Regions from separate parts of the Mus musculus genome. Here all the other regions are linked to region 1. A link is a contact called in public promoter capture Hi-C data. All regions are on one chromosome and are shown on one strand. Each heading gives the region's core, a stretch centred on a gene start, on an enhancer-like site or on the middle of the called end of the contact. The rest is flanking DNA. Distances are from core to core; before and after follow the strand shown.

Evidence for each region. Promoter capture Hi-C pulls out the DNA fragments that hold promoters and counts their contacts. Capture Hi-C pulls out chosen DNA fragments and counts their contacts.
Region 2: a promoter capture Hi-C map of liver shows a contact between it and region 1, with 2.9 times the contacts expected there. The contact joins the promoter of Bend3 here to the promoter of Zbtb24 in region 1. A contact is called at or near these places in 2 of 39 promoter capture datasets (liver and pre-B cells).
Region 3: a contact with region 1 is called in a promoter capture Hi-C map of liver, with 2.3 times the contacts expected there. The contact joins the promoter of Mtres1 here to the promoter of Zbtb24 in region 1. A contact is called at or near these places in 1 of 39 promoter capture datasets (liver) and 1 of 9 other capture datasets (liver).
Region 4: a promoter capture Hi-C map of pre-B cells shows a contact between it and region 1, with 3 times the contacts expected there. The contact joins the promoter of Cd24a here to the promoter of Zbtb24 in region 1. A contact is called at or near these places in 1 of 39 promoter capture datasets (pre-B cells) and 1 of 115 datasets of contacts at active chromatin or transcription factors (embryonic stem cells).

The regions. Positions count from the first base shown.
Region 1 is chr10:41,449,033-41,451,732 of GRCm38.p6, reverse strand. It overlaps Zbtb24 (zinc finger and BTB domain containing 24), which reads right to left and starts at 1,375. Exons shown (of 7, transcript NM_153398.3): 1 at 1,203-1,375; 2 at 1-644. The coding sequence starts at 613.
Region 2 is chr10:43,477,762-43,480,461 of GRCm38.p6, reverse strand. Bend3 (BEN domain containing 3) reads right to left here and starts at 1,322. Exons shown (of 4, transcript NM_199028.2): 1 at 1,090-1,322.
Region 3 is chr10:43,539,702-43,542,401 of GRCm38.p6, reverse strand. Mtres1 (mitochondrial transcription rescue factor 1) reads left to right here and starts at 1,384. Exons shown (of 4, transcript NM_026411.2): 1 at 1,384-1,462.
Region 4 is chr10:43,577,809-43,580,508 of GRCm38.p6, reverse strand. Cd24a (CD24a antigen) reads right to left here and starts at 1,340. Exons shown (of 2, transcript NM_009846.2): 1 at 1,187-1,340. The coding sequence starts at 1,255.

The DNA of each region.
Region 1 (2,700 bases), core at 126-2,625:
TGTCTTCTTCTTTAAACACAAAGTTTTGTCTATTCTGAACTGAATTGTTCACTCTCAGCTGCAGCTCTCCCTCTGCAGCCAGTTCTGATCTCCCTTCCTGCAAACCATTGGCTTTTCTTGGTCTTCCCCGTTTCCGTTTCAGAGGATCGTTCTTCTTATTGGAAATAACCACCACTGGCGTCCCAGTGCAGTTCAAAGCTGGTGGCTTTGGGGCGCTATGGTTATCCTGGAAGTCTGCGTATGCCTTTACCAGGTCATAGACTTTTAAGAACTGAGCAGTAGCCAGGATCTGCTCTGTCGTTTTCTCACTGGCATGTAGATAACCTGTATAGATAAATTCCAGCAGGATGCCAAAGGTGTCTGCAACCATGCCTTCCAGCATGTAGATAGACTGGCCAATCTCGCCCTCTTCCGCAAACATCATTGAGAAATACTCGCTACTGGCGGCCAGCAAGGCTTTATGGGCTCGGAAATGCACATTCTCCACGATTAAAGTAATATCACAAAGAAAGCCCTTCTTCCTTTGATCCTCCAGACTGGCCAGCACAGTGTCACTGTGAGTGTCTGAGTGTACCATAAGCTGCCCACAAGGCTCCGGGGTTGTGTCTGCCATTTTCTCCAGAAGACTCTGAAGAGGCTTAAATCTGAAATAAAAAATCAATGTTTATTTAGGAAGAAGTATTGCCTAACTAGACTGTTCGTGTTCCAGCTGTCACAACCCAGTTTTTTTTTTTTTTTTTTTTTTTTTTTTACATTATCACCTTCTACACTCTACTTGGAAAGCCAAGCCTTGGGTTCCTCCCCTTGTTGCGGCTACCCTGCTGGATGCCTCTCCAGTACCCACATAACCTCTTACGGTGGGGAATTTCCTCTGGAAATTAGAGAACGGGTTCAAAAGTCTGTACGGCCCTCCGGTCCGTTAACTTTGTAATTAAACTTTCAAAGTGTGGCGGCACAAAGTTGGAGTTGGGGGTGTGCTGCCTCGATGCTACACACGGAATAGCTGTTTCGACTATAGGAACATATATGAGAAATATGGGAACGAACCCACGCAAGGGAGATCTACGGTGAAATAACGCGCGGATTCAGAGGCCCCGCTCTGAGCAGCGGCGCCCGGAGCTCCGTCCCAGGCCTGGGGCCTGAGTCCCGCGGACGTTCCGCGGCCCAAGGCCCCGGGCCGAACCAACCGGCCGCGGACCTACCTGTCAGGGCCGCCCCGCAGGGACTTGCTACGGTCAGCCCACCCGGCTGCCCAGAGGGCACTAACCGGGCCTGTCGCCGGTCCCCGCCCCCGCCACCACTACGCTGTAGCTCCGGACTCCCGGCGTCTGTCAACCCGGAAGCGCGCACAAGGGCCGTAGCATCACGTGACCCCGGAGCCCCGCCCCGAGGGCGGGCTTTGCTGTGGAATCCGGAAAGGGAGGGTCTGGTGCGGAAACCTGCCAATCTGCGGAAATTTACCTCCAGTTACCCCGCTGAGTTTCCTTTAGACCTCAGTAGACACCACATCCGCTGATTAGATGCTGAGCATAAAGACGGCGGTGGCTTCAATCAGCAGATATTTACCTCCTGAATGAATCCTCTTCCTCGCTTTCCTTCCCAAGTTACTCATCCTCAGCTCTGTGTTTATCCATAAAATGGAGGTGTTAACCTACCTGGTACGGTTAGAATGAGCTTAGTAAGTGCTTGGCTTGGCTAAAAAGACCGAAACGACCGCTGTTTTTATTTAGATTTATGGCACTTCTGAGAGACTATTGAGGGTTTCAGTTGTCTCAGGACAGTGTCGCTCCCTCTGAGACCTATGGGTATGGGAGAGTTCTCTAAATAAAAACCTGGGTAGGATCTGCTGTGGCTCTGTGTTCCGGACCAATGCTCCTAAGTCCCGCTCAGATTCGTTCCGGACCTACTCCAACTGTGCCAGCAGCTTCCGCTCAGCGTTTATGCATCGCGTGTACCTAATTATCTCTACTTTGTCCACTTCCAGATTATAAATTTGCCATCTATATTGCCCACAATTTGGAAACTAAAGATGGAATTACCAGCCGGACTCTTTCTTTCTTACTAGTTTTTATTAAAAGTGTAAGACCCCCAAAGCTGGGCCTCCGCTCAAGTCCCGGGATGAGCTGGCCAGCACCCCAGTGTCCCGAGAGAAAACCACACCTGATGCAAACTGCAAGAGGTTTTATTATCAGCTAGCTGAGGACGAAGTGTCTCCCTAAGTGTCTCCGCATTAGAGATCAGGGAAAACAAGCTTGGGGAACGTCTAGGGGCTTTACCTTCCAGGGAGAAACGCTCTAAGTTGGGGTCTCACAAAAGCAGCTCATACCACACAGGTATGAGCTCTGTGGTTTCCCCCTTATCTTTACAGAGTTATCTAGTGCACTCTATCCAGAGCTCCCTCGAAATCGGTCAGATATGTGGGCGTCCGAGTGGGATGCCAGGAGAGCTTTGCTTGACTTCTGCACTCCAGAAGGAACAAGGGTGGTTGTGGGATTGGGGATTTTGTTCAGTGATAGAGCACTGGGTTCTGGATTCTGCCCTCAGCACCGAGAGGAAAATAATAATAATAATGATAATGATAATAATGATAAAAAGACAGAAAGAACAAGGGTCAGTCTTTCAACTTTGCTTTCACATAGGTTTTTGTTTGGTTTTCTGCTGAAAGAATTGCAGTAAAAACAATGCAATAAAAACTCCACA
Region 2 (2,700 bases), core at 73-2,572, 2.0 Mb before region 1:
CAAAAAGAGAAAAACTGCAGGCATGGAACCGAAACAGAGACAAACCTAAAACCTCTATCTGGGACATTTCCACACGTTCCCCACTCGCCTGGGTTTTCTGGGTCTTTATAGATTTCTGGCACCCTCCCCTCTACTCAGTGACGTGTTACTTGTAGGAAAACATTCAAAAGTTACTTCTAAAAGGAAGTTCTCTGACTTCCAAACAGTGAACATTAATTCTGAGCATCTCTGGTTGGCCTCCACCTCCAAAATACTCCCAAGCGGGCCACCTGAGCGATCAAACTTCTACTTTAGGACAAACTTAAAAAAAAAAGAAAAAAAGAACTCAGATGAGTTGAGTCCCAGCCCACAAGGCCTTCACAACTCCGCGCCTCACAGCCCGAGCCAAGTCTGCGTGGGAAATTACGTCGATCGTGGCGGGCACAAGTCACGAGGGGCGGCGAGCGCCCCGGCCCGGCTCCACCGCCCGCCAGGAAGGCCTCGCGCTCGCTGGGGTGCACACCCAGAGCGCCGCGCTGGACCCGCCTCCAGCCGGGCAGCGGGAACCACGGAGCGCCGTGGAACGGCCCGGGAGGGTGCCGCGCCCCCTGGCGGCGGGGCTCGCCGCACCCCGCTCCCAGCCGCCGGCAGCCTCGCTCCCTCCGCTGCCTCCCCGGGGCAGCGTCCCTCCGAGCGGCGGCTCTCCGGCCTCTGGCTCCCCGCCCTTCTGCTCCCTCTGACACCCCTCCATCGCCGCCACAGGCCGGTCGAACGCGAGCGCTCCGGCGCCGCGCAGTTGCTCCCCGGCGGCCCTCGGCCGCTCCATCGCCGGCCCGCCGGGGGTGGAGAGCCGGCGCGCGGCGCGAGTGGGGCCGGCCTGGCGGCGGCGGCGCGGACCGTTCCACCGTGCGTCCTCCCCTCCCTCCTCCTCCTCCCTGGCCGCGGCGCGCGTGCTCCCGGAACGCCATGGAGTCGCGGCGTTCCGAGCGGGCACAAAGGGGCGCGCGGCACAATGGGGCGCGACGAGCCCGTGGGCGCCCGCTCCCCCTTCCAGCCCGCGCGGAGGCGGCGAGCCGCTCGCAGGCGGCCCCGACCGGGGCCCACACTCACCTGGGACGAGAGTTGTTACTTTGCGGAGCGGGACCCGCGCCGAGTTCGGGCGCCACGTGCGGGGGGCGGGCGCGCGGGCCGCAGTGGGGGCCGAGCGCGCAGGGCCTGGCCGGGGCGGCCCCGCCGACTGGCTGGGGGCGGCGGGCGGGCGGGCGCCGTGTATTTTCCCCTCTCTTTGTGTGTGTCCGTGCGCTGCGCTCTCGCGTGACGTGACGGGACTCCGTGTGTCATTTCCGCACAAGGACACAGGAGCCCCCGCTGCAGTGGAACCTCAAGCCCTCCGCCCCCACCGCGCCGCCCCTCCCCCTCAGCGGGGCACACGCGGGACCAGCGGCGGCGGCGGCGGCGGCGCTCGGGCGTGAGCGACCGCGGCGGGGAGCTGGGGCGCGCTGCGGGGCGGGTGCGCTCGGCCTGCACAGCGCGGCTCCACGTGGGCCCGCGCCGGCTGCCGGCGGACCAGGGCGGCTCTCACCCACGGGAAAGCGCCCCGCGGCATTCTCGGCTACGTGCTCTCCGGGCTGGAGCGTGGCCCCGGCGCCTCTTTCTCTACTTTTTCTCTAACCCCGGGGGGTGGGGGTGGGAGGCAACGCGCCGTGTCTTTTCCGCCCGCGCCCCCCGCTTTTGGGGCGCTCGGCTGTGGCGCCGCACCATCGCACGGACCTTCCCGTGCCACGCCGGGCACAAAGACTTCGGGGTGCGCCCCCCCTCCAGTTCTGCATGGATTCGTGGTTGGGGGGGTATACTGGAGAGCGACCCCGGGCTCTGGGGGAGCCCTGGCCACTCCCCCGGCAGGGTGGCCGCCCTCTCCCGTAAAGCCTGAGTTCCGAGAGCCCAAGTTTTGCCGCTTGAGGCTGCGGAGCGAAGCACGCGCTTGGGGACCCTCATGCCACCAACTCAGAGCCACGGGGCTCAGCGCGGAAAACTGGGAGACTCCAGTCGCCGAGTTAGTTAAGACCGACCGTCTCCTAGTTTCCCGGACTGCAGAGTCGGAGTTGAGAAATAAGAAACCAACCCCTCGCAGTTCTCCAACTTTCGGGGACTTGGGGTGGGGGTGGAGGGAAAAGAAAAGCCCAAGTCAACTTTTAAGCTGCGTGCCTGGTTTTGGTAAACAATGAGAACGGAAAAAAAAATTTTTTTAATCCTTTAATTTGCCGATGGAAAAAAAATGTCTAAAAAGAAAAATGCAAATGATCCCATCTGCTGCCTACAGCTGACTGGCTGCGAGAGAGGACCATGTGGCCCGGCCCGGCGCGGTCAGTGAATACGTAGAATAGATTTTAAAAGGACGTACATGCTGGCTCCTAGCTGCCCAGTCGCGGCCTAAGGTTGGAATTAACGCGTAGTCAGAGATTATTGTGTCTTCACACAAATTGGGAATTTAATCATTACGCAAGTTCCTCGCCTTCTGGTTTGAAATCTAATGGCGCAGAGTTGGACCTTGGAGGGACTGTGGAACGTTCTGGAGAGGTGTTTGGGTTGCAGACTTGGAGAAGTCAGTACTAATTGCTATGCAAAATTAGCTAGCAGCTTGAAGAAAGGAGCCCAGCATCCTAGGGGTGCTTTTATAAGAGAATCTATACGTGCTCAGTGTCATTCAAAACAGGATGATGG
Region 3 (2,700 bases), core at 135-2,634, 2.1 Mb before region 1:
CGCTGCCAAGACTAAAAGACCTGAGTTCCCTAGGTCAAACATGATGGCAGGTGTTGACCTACAAGTAAATGCAACTGTGTATCCCTCCTGATCTCACAATGTCAACCGTGTAGATGTATCATTTCAGCATTTGAAACAATTTGTAGTTGTGCATTCCTCTTATACAAACACAATCAAGAAACTATTGTGCCAACTTAGGAGAAAGGAGCATCAATGAAAAGGCGGGGAACAGAGCTCACAGACTTGGAAGGGAAACGTCTGAAAAAGAAGAAAATCAGGAAGGCTACTTCTCGTTTAATACAGCATATATCCCAACAAACGTTAACGCAAACATATCTAAACCTGGGCTCCAGAGGGAAGGGCACTGGCTGCTCTTCCAGATGAGCCAGATTCCATTCCCAGCATCTGCATGGTGGTTAGCAACCATCTGTAACTCCAGTCCCAGGAGATGCAATGCCCTCTTCTGGCCTCCTTCAGCATAGAGGCACATGGTACATGCAGGCAAAGACACTCATACACGTAAAAGTATTTACGTTTTAAAAACAAACAAACAAAACAAAACAAAACAAAAAAACAACTTTTGTGAAACTGACTGTACTCTAGTGTCTGGGCTATATTCCATCTGACTCCCAAGGTTTGTTTTCACTGGTTCCACTAAACCGTGTTTTCCTAGACTCTAACCCCTGTCCAATCACTTCTGGCATGGCAAGAAAACTGAACGAAAACGGTGTGACTTAGTTTTTTTTGGGGGGTGGGGGGTCAGGGGTTGATATATTGAGACAGGGTTTCATGTAACCCAAGCTGGTCTCAAGCTTGTTATGTAGCCAAAGACAGGTCAAGTGACTTACTTGATCTTTCTGCCTCCACTCCCCCAATGATAGGATCACACCCAATGTGAGGTATTTTATTTATTCCCATTTATATTTATTTCTTTGTAGCTCAGCCTGGCCTCGAACTTCCTAGTCATGTACCCAAGGAAAACCTTGAACCCCCATTCTTCCTACCTCGGTCTCTCCAGTGTTGGGATTACAGCGATACACCTACACACGGACGGGTTAGAAGTAAACTCTTATATTCTGTGATGTTAAGACAGTTTTCTGGAGACAACATCTATAACTCACTAAGAAGTTCAGGGCTTTGGCTATTCGAGAGAAAGAACTTTTGCTTCCAAACCAAATTCTTCTGGAACTGGCTGCCAAGCTCAGCGGGCCTGGGATGGGCCTCCCACGTCCCCTCTCCCCCCCCCCCCCCCCCCCACCTCACTTCCCCACACCCCGACCTCAACAGCGTGGTCCTCCAAGGCGCCGCGTCCAGCAGGGGACGCTGTGAGGCCACCACCGTGCTCAGATGCGCCTAGGGGTCCACTCTCTGCGTAGGCTGGGGCGGAAGAGGCGGGGCAGGTGCGGAGGTGGCTCCCGCCTGCGGTCGGCGCGGTCCGGGGAGGGACCAGCGGACTGCGCAGGTGAGTGCGCCCCTACTGGCCCGCCGGCTCAGCCCCTCGCCGGGCGCTTCGCCCTCGGCTGGCTTCTGCCCTGCGGCGCTCCGGCCGTGTCTGCGAACCCTTCCCGTTCCGCAGAGTTGGGGTTGCCTAGGGACGCCTCTCGAACCCCGGGACCGTGGGAATTAAGCTGGCCCAGGCTGTGCGTCCCCGGACTTGGGTGCAGCAAGCTGCAGACACACTGACTCGGGGCTGGGCGGCGTGGGAGTGTCCAGTTTCCTTTGACCTTGGGGGACCTGGGGAAGGTTCGGGATGGGAGGGCTCCAGGGGAACTCGATCTTGTGTAGAAGTCCGCTTCCGACGTCCGCAGAAGGGAAGGGTTTCGTAGCTGTAGACCCAACCAACTGGAGGCCAGGCCCGGGTCTTACAGAGCGGTGACACGCTAAGGAACGTGGATCCACTCCCAGCGTAGTGCAGGTCAAGGACAGCTTTGCCTGTGTATCCTAAACACTGCTCTTCTGCCAGTCTTAGCCTTCGTTATAGAGTCTATAGCTTTATAGAAATCTCACCCGAAACGAACCTTACGGGCTTTCTTTCCTAGTCATCTCTAATGCAAACTGCCGTCAAGGAGATTTTTTCATATGGACTCCTGCCGGGTTACTTTCCTACTAAAACTCTCTGTATCTCTCGTGCCGTCTGGGTGACCTCCAGACTTAGGTCTATAAGACTTTTTTAAGGCGGCCTCGTTGTGACTGGCTTCTTACTTTTATAGTGAACGATGTCCTTGAACACGTGAGCTCCTGCCTCTTTCCCAGATGCTTGAATTATAGGCTTGCAACAGCGTTCCTAGCTTCTGCAAGTTTTTAATTACCAGGCACTATTTCTGTGCACGTGAGATAAATAAAACAGGGATGAAGAAGAAGTCTAGTCTTGTGGAGTGTATGCACATGCAGACAGCATCTGGTAAATTACACAGCAGCCTGTGATTAGCTCTGGGGGTGGGGTAAGTGTGGTAAAGGGGACCGATTGGCAAGGTGGAGTTGCGTTGGAATAGTTGGAATGGAATGGGTAGGCCCCGCTGAGGGGATGTGTTTGAGTCTAGACTTGAAGGTGAGTTTCCTTGCAGATACCTAAGTGAGAGTGTTCTAGGCCTGTCTGGAACAAAGGTCCCTAGTTTGTCCAGAATGTGTCCCCCTAGTTTCATGTGTTAGGAATTTGGTGCAGTACCTTTAGGAAGAGCAGGGCCATGAAGGTTCTTTCTG
Region 4 (2,700 bases), core at 91-2,590, 2.1 Mb before region 1:
GAGCTTTTAGTACAGCAGGTGACAAAAAAACTAAATAATAATAATAATGATGATGAAAAAGGAGCCCAATGTTCAGTCTGAGTCTAGAGGTCCTCTCTAACACCATCAACAAAATTTTACGTTAATTATTAAATTGGCATTAAACAGTTTTTCTCCACCAATCTCCCTTGATTTGTTTAACCAACACCTCCCTCTCAACATTTCGGGGGGGGGGGGCGCCCTGGGGAGAAGGGAATCTGAGTGAGACCAACCAGTTTCACGATGCCCAGCCCCTCCTAGATGGGGGATCGGGTGAACTGAGAAAGGCCCCGGGGCACAGTCAACCCGCAGCGAGAAGACAATGGGGTATAGTTACCCTGCCTGAGAAGGGGAAGACGAAGCGCGCCTCAAGCTCTTGGGCTGCTCTCCCAGGTGAGCCCGGACCCTGGATCTCTAGGGACCAAAAATCCGGCGCTCCCAACTTTTCAGGGGCAAAAAGCCCTAGGGACATCCCTAAGCGAACCAACCGCAGTGAAAAGCTACAGTCGGATTCTCTGAGTCCCGTCCCAGTCTCTCAGGCTCAGCTCCAGGTCTCATTCTGGGCGCGGCGCCTTCACCCTAACGCAGCTAGAGCAGCGCCACCCATGGCGTTGGGGGGCAAGATCTGTACCCGGGACAAATCTAAGAGAGGAAGCGTCTGTGGACTAGGACAAAGCCTGACGGAGAATCGGGACACTACAGTCCTGCCCTCCGTCTCTATAATGCCCGGGGATTCTAGGTTGGGATGGGGCTCCTAAGGTGGCCAGGGATGGAGGTGTGGGGTCGCACCGCGAGAGTTTGTGCAGTCGGGAGGTCCCTAACTAAGCTTCAAGACCTGTGGGAGATAAAGCCACAACCAGGGCTTCCTGGGTGATCTCCAAACCAGTTTGGACGGTGGAGGATGGGCGTGTGCCACGCTCCCCCGAAGGGGACCGTTCCCTCTCTTTGTGTGGTTCGCAGGGAGCGCGAAGACCTTCCGTGAGAAGGGAAGGGGGCGCTCTCTCGAGGGAATCCACACCACGAGTTCCCCAAGTCAGTTACACAAAATTCTCCCCCTACCCCAGTGCCTGGCCGGAGGCAAAGACTTTGCCCCTCCTACGCGCGCGCGAACACACACACACAAGCCCCAGGACGCGTCTCCAGTGCCCAATCGAGAACAGGGTCTCACCTGCGTGGGTAGGAGCAGTGCCAGAAGCAGCAACCCCAGCCCTAGCCTGGCCACCATCGCTCTGCCCATGTCCGCTCCGTCGGCGCGCGGCGCGACTCTCTAGATGTTCGGTAAGTGGAGATCTGCTAAGCTCGCGCGGGCGCAGGCAAGGTGGGGAGCGCGGCCGGCCGGCGGGACCTTATATACCGGGACAGCCACAATAGCCGTGACGTGCGGCGCCCGCCCACCCGTGCTCTCCTCCTCCCCCGCCGCCTCCCCGCCCCCACCCCCACCCTCCTGTGCGGCTCTCACGGCCCCTCCCCCGCCGCCTGCACCGGCCCGGGGTGACTTGGGATGTCCCGGGGCGGCCAGCGCGGCAGGTGGGCGGGCGCCCCGGGCTCTGGCACAGCTAGGGTTTCCCCGGGCAGGCTGCATGCACAGGCGCAGGCGACTCCCACACGGGACCTGGGGCGAGCACACGAACCACACACGCCGGCCGGCCCAAGTTTCCTTTGTTTCCCCGGCCCTGCCATCTTACCCCCCAACACGAAAAGTCGAAGCCGCGGGCGCCGCGCAGACTGCGCGGAGCTCAGGGCTGGTTTTTGTCAAGTGCCGGCTGCAAGGGGGAACGGGACAGGCTTGGCAGGTCCCCGGGCCGTGGTGCGCGGGGTTGGCGAGGAGGAGACCGGGCGTCGCCACGCACTGTCCCTTGGCGGCTGCACGGCAGGGATCGCCAGGATCCCGGGCCCCAGCCGTGAGTATGCTCGGCTGGGCGGCCGCCCCTGGCTGCTTGCTTTGTGTTTTGAGTTCCTCTAGTGCTGCATCAAGCATCGCGCACCCGGCCATACCCGGGAGCATCCAACCGGACCTAGGCAACAGCCAGCTGCGCTCGGCCACGGGGCGGGACATTGCGAGGGACTGGGTTTCGGTCCCAGTATTCTCCACGTTTCTGGGGACGTGCTTGTTCTGCCTCTGTGGCACAGTACTTGCTCAGCGTTCGAACGCTTTCTTATTCAAGCCATTTCCACCCATAGTTGCCTTTAAGTAATTTGACAAACCGATTCAGAAAGATTAGTCATCCGTCTGTACATTTTAGTGGAATCTTTCTTTCGACCTTCTTTTGTGAAAACTTCAAAGCAAACTTTAAAACAACTTAGTGGTAGAATATTTTCTAATCTTTAATCACAGGGTTTAGGACCTTCCTATTTAAAGTTTAGCCCACGTGTTTTACAGACCTTAAAGCAAAACAAAGCAAACCTAGCAACGGTGGAAATTTGTTTAAATTTCAATTTTTGCAGAACAGCCTCGTAAAAACAAAGTTTTATGGCAGCAAGCTGACAATGGACTCCACAGTCGTTGGTTTGTGGCTGCCTGAGCCTTACCAAGTCAGCCACAACCGCTCAGTAACTTTCCACGTGTGAGGTGTGCTTGGGCGCACAGGAATTTTTGTATAGCGCCAGTGAACTTTCTGTTTAACAGTTAGCACACTGTATAGAAAGGTCGTTCTGTGCCCAGCAACGGCGGCGCTCCTCTCC